Regions from separate parts of the Capsicum annuum genome. Here region 2 is linked to region 1. A link is a contact called in public Hi-C data. All regions are on one chromosome and are shown on one strand. Each heading gives the region's core, a stretch centred on a gene start, on an enhancer-like site or on the middle of the called end of the contact. The rest is flanking DNA. Distances are from core to core; before and after follow the strand shown.

Region 1 (2,700 bases), core at 108-2,607:
TCAAGTAAAAAAATGCCTGAGGTTTTATTAGCTTATTGAGGCGAATGCATAGAAATGACATATTTTATGAGGTTAATTTAACAACCTAATAGACGAATGAGAACACAAGCGAAAGATTTTCAAAACTTGAACTGAAAATATCTAGTTAAACATTTTATTAGGAGTTAAGGTGTTCAGTTGAAACATAGACTTAGTTCGAGTGTTTAAGTGGAATATCCTAACAACTTTAAGGAGCTGGTTATGTATTAAACCTTTAAACAAATGTTAGGTTTATCCTGTAAACCTATTGATCCTTTTAAGGAAAACTAATTTTCACTTTGCAAATCCAGAAGGAGAGTAAACAGAACTGAAAATTCAAAATGAAAATAATAAATTCTTCGAAGTTCAAAAAGCATAGGAATCAATAAGATGCTTACCGACAATTCTTTCCATGTTTTCTCAGCTGATTCAAGTTTTGTAATCAGATAAGGTTCCTGCAATATACCACAATCAGCATTAAAAATGATTACAATTTACATCACAAAACCTCAAAACTGCAATTTTCAATTGCAGTATGATTATTCACTAAAAATGAATTCCAAAATTTACATCCATTAGCATACATGTATTACTGATAACAAAAATATAGAAAATATTCTTTTATTTTTTGTTCTTCGTTTTGACTTTCATTCTACATTAACAATATAGCCCGTGTAGTCCCACGAGTGAGGTCTGATGAGGGTGGGTAGCATATACGTCAGCTTTACCCCTACCTTGGGTGACGGAGAGACTATCTCGACTTTTGGCTTAATTTTACCTTTTTAGCTTAAATATAAGTGCTTAAAAACACTTTTTTGTTTTACTCAGACACTTGAAAGTGTTTAAAAGCTATTTTGACTTAAAAAACATTCAAAATAGTAAAGCATACTTAAGAAAGAAGTGACCAAAACAATACAATAGGATAAAACGAATTGCAAGGGATAATATATAGTTTGTATATTGTCTTCATTCTAATTATTTGCTCTATCGCTGTATTGATTTTGTGGGTTAAAATAGATAGGTATTCGTAAAATAGTACGGACCGCCATGCAGATGATTCTTCTTCGGTTGGAGGGAGGTAGAATGAAAGCTGATCGTCCTCCACAACGTCGTCGTATTGAAGAGGCGGTGGAGATTCCGGCGACGGCGAAGCCTGTATTAGCTAGAGTAGTATTCATGGTGTGTTGGAACACTTTGGCGCTGTGTAAGATTGAATGGATAACAGAGTTCCTTGGAGAGAAACCCGGGAATATAGCGTAGAGGAAATGGATATTTGGACCTGCACAGACTTATAGGAGACAAAGGGAGTCCAGTAGCCCACAGCCCAAGTATTGATTGTGGACATGACTCAGTAGCTTTAAGAAAAACTACCTAAAAACTACAACCAAAATTTCTATTCGTGAAAATTATCTTATATATACTTATTAAATTATTCATTGCAAGTTACATGTAATATTCTTAAAAATTTTATCATTTTATTTTTGATCTTTGAATTGTATTTAGGGATGTTAAAAGGTAATTTGAGAAGATTTAGGAATTTTCGAAAAGGATTGGGGGCAATTTTGAAACTTCAAGGCAGTGAGCCTCCGCATTATCATCGCGTCACGGAGGTTATCCTCTGCTATATTGGCATAGTACGGAGGATAACCTCTGCGATATTGGCGTGCCACGTCAAGGTGAAAATTCCATGCAGTTTTGTTTTTATTTACTTGGGGTTAGAGGTTTTTGGTATTTTCATCTTTATTCACGACTTTTAAACATATAAGTAGTCTCATTCCTATCCATTTTCAAAGATCAAATCCCCATATTTCACTCTCAAAACACAAAATTTAAGAACATTCAAGAGTTTCACTGTGCATTCATCATGCGGGCTCCAGACTCCAAATTGATTAGAAATTCTCGTGTGTTTCAAGCATGTATCTCTTCTCCAAACTTTAATTTTACATTATGACATTTAATTGATGGATTTTCATGTGATTTAAATTGTGGGTTTGAAATTGGGTTGAGGGGTTTTGGTTGTTATTGATTTAAGAGAAAAGACATTCCTCCCCCCGCGAACTTGTCCTCCCAACTCACTTTAACACTTAAACTTAAGTTCCGTTTATTTGCCCCCTTAACATCTTTAAAGCGTATTAAAATCCCCCCTTAACTGCTTGCGTGTAAACAAGCGTCGTTGGGCGCGTTAAAACTCATTTTTTTTGTCGATCTAATTTCTTTTAAATATTTATTTAAAGAAAAAAATGCATATATTTATATTAAAAAAATACACTAATATTATATTTAAATATAATAAAAAAAATTTAAAATAGACACCTTTTATTCTTTCTTCTCCAAAATATCAACAATACGCAAATTACTCCATTAACAACCTCAAATTCATTCTCCATCAACACTCTTCTTCAATTTTTTTCATTTTCCTCCATTAACACCATCAAAGAACAACCACAAAGACATTAAATTTAAAAAAATTCTCTATTGAACACTTTTTATTCTTTCTTCTCCAAAACATCCACAACACTCAAATTCTTCCATTAACAACCTCAAATTCATTTTTCATCAACACTCTTCTTCAATTTTTTTCATTTTCCTCCATCAACACCATTAAAGAACATGTCACGCCCCAAAATGATAGTGACGGACAAGAATAGTATACACTTACTCTACAGCCACTTTATGATGTAC
Region 2 (2,700 bases), core at 94-2,593, 150 kb after region 1:
TTGTATACACTTTCTATATATTGTACATATACATATTTGATAGAACTATACAATTTCTATATATATATCTTATATAGATTCATATTCTATTTAATAATTATGTCGTTTTTATATAATTTAATTATTATTTCTAAACAATTAAAAAAACAGAATATTTGATCAATTTAAAAATTTATAGTAAAAAAAAGAATTAAATATTTTAAAAAGGACCTAACTGCCCAAGTTGAATATTGTATTAGTATTATATATAGACTGTATCAGTATCGTATATGGACTGTATATGGACTACGTGGATTAAAATAATCCAAATTGGGAAAGATTAGAAAATGACCATAAAATGACATTTGTTTAACCGACTGGACATTATTTATTCAAATGTCAAACTTGGGCTATAATTGAGCTATTATTTTTTAAAAAGATAGTGTCCTTTTACCAATTTTATACGACGTGACGATTTATTAGATCAACGAAAATTCTACAGGCCAAAGTACTCTAGCCCAATTAATTTAATTAATAACCTAAATAGGCAGCTAGTAGTAGGACATTTACTAGCTTCATTAATTATTTTATTTCGTTGTTTAAGTAAAATAAAGTTTTTTTAACACGTGTACCAGTTCAAAATTTAGAATAATTACCTGAAAAGAAAAAGACAAGAATGTGAAGGACATCATAGTAATTTCGAATTCCAAGGAAACAAGTGTCGGTTGCTATAGTATTTCCATGAATTGGTTTGAGGAAAAAATGTTGCTATTTGATTATTATTAAGATGTGCATTTTTTAGGATACGTTCATGGCTAGAATTGTACTAATTTCTTATTATGTTTTTTGTATTTTTGCTTGTACAAGAATGCAAATTTGTTGATAAGTAATTGTTAAATCATTCCTACTTAAAATAATGAACAATCTTCAATCATAAATTTAGTAATTTTTTAATTCTAATATCTAACCTGATAAGTTTAAGAGTCTGTTTGAATTGACTTATGTTTTTTCACTTATAAACAAAAAATCATAAGTTAAGATGTATTTGTTTTATTTTACTCAAACACTATAAAAGTATTTAAAATTAGTTTAGCTTAAAAACACTTAAAATAAGTCAATTTGAGAACTTTTATTTTACTCAAATGCTATAAAAATAATTAAAAACTATTTTGACTTTAAAACACTTAAAATGAGTCAATCAACGTAGCTTCTAAGATTACAAGATTTAAATAACTGCACATATTTTTAAAAGATGAAAAAAAATTCAATAATATCCCTTTATTTTTAATTTGATTAATTAAACTAAGCTACATGACATAAAAATACTTAATAATAAATTAAGTTGACAAAGAAGTGCGGAAATTCGGAGCATGCACACTGTACGGACAGTAGTGTGTTTTGTATAAACGAAACCTTAGTGACACCAAAAGACTGTTTCTCTCTAATCACACTTGGCATTTTCTCTTTGGTGTCTCGTACCCTCTTTCTCCCATCTTATTGCATATACTGTATGTAACTAAACATTAATGTCTCTACATAGCAGTACTCTCTCTTTTCTATTTCCACTTTCCCTTACTTCCTCATTCTTTTTTTTTTTCTTTCTTTTGTCCTTTTATTTTTGTTTTGTTTTGATCCTATGAATATTGTGTAGAAGAAGAAGAAGAAGAAAACCTAGAAATCACCAAGAAAAATGGAGCTGTACGGACGGTCTACAGGGAGTAACGGGTCACAATCCGATCATCAATCTGAATGGGTTGCAGTGGAGCCTGAAACGGGTCTTGATGCTGTTTATTATTATTGTTATTTTTGAATTTAAGAGCTTGTTCTATTTTTTCTTTTCATTTTTACATTATATGTAATGTGGGTTTTATTTTGTTTTTTCTAGGGTTTTTGGTGGTGTTGATGTTTATTATTATTATTATTTTTTGTAATAATGTAGGATCAATGCAGAAGTTGGGGTTATTTGGAAGGGAAATTTACCCAGAAAGGCCTGGTGTACCTGACTGTTCGTATTATATGAGAACTGGGTCCTGTGGATACGGTGCAAATTGTCGCTTTAATCATCCTAGCGATCGCACCTATGTAAGTTCCTTTTTTTTATACCGGCTCGACTAATCTGGATTCACGTTCTGGAACTATCGGGTTTAGGTGGTTTATGTTAAAGCTACTTCATTTTACACTGGCCTGACTAATCTAGATTCACGCTGTGGAAAGTACACTATCAGGGGTTAGGTGGTTCATGTTAAGCTGTTTCCTTTTAGGCTGTCCCTATTAATCTGGATTTACACGATAGCAAGTACGCTATTGGAGGTTAGGTGGCTCATGTTAAGCTAATTCCTTTTTATAATGACCCATTAATCTGGATTCATGCCGTAGAAAAGTACATTATAAGTGGTTCATTTAAAGCTAATTCCTTTTTATAATGGCCTGACTAATTTGGATTCACGTTGTTGAAGAGTACACTATCAGGGGTTAGGTGGTTCATGTTAAGCTAATTCCTTTTACATTGGCCTGATTGATAGAAAAGTCCAATATGAAGGGTTTGGTGGTTGATGTTAAGCTAGTTGTTCCCCTTTCTTGTATATGTATTGATGGATGATTTGTCAGGTTGATAGTGTTTTGTCATGGTTTCTTCATTTCAATTTTCTTTTTCTGTACTGCTTTGGACTGTTTTTTCCCTTGAGCCGAGGGTCTATTGGAAATAGCATCTGTACCTCCTAG

What was found. A called contact is a pair of places that touch in the nucleus more often than the background predicts.
Region 2: a Hi-C map of leaf shows a contact between it and region 1, with 4 times the contacts expected there. The contact joins the promoter of LOC107863991 here to the promoter of LOC107863993 in region 1. A contact is called at or near these places in 4 of 5 Hi-C or Micro-C datasets (bud, leaf, pericarp and 1 more).

Annotation. Positions count from the first base shown.
Region 1 is chr3:32,436,005-32,438,704 of UCD10Xv1.1, forward strand. It overlaps LOC107863993 (peptide chain release factor APG3, chloroplastic), which reads right to left and starts at 1,358. Exons shown (of 15, transcript XM_016710225.2): 1 at 1,062-1,358; 2 at 417-473. The coding sequence starts at 1,196.
Region 2 is chr3:32,588,288-32,590,987 of UCD10Xv1.1, forward strand. It overlaps LOC107863991 (zinc finger CCCH domain-containing protein 32), which reads left to right and starts at 1,344. Exons shown (of 8, transcript XM_016710224.2): 1 at 1,344-1,487; 2 at 1,631-1,754; 3 at 1,919-2,061. The coding sequence starts at 1,670.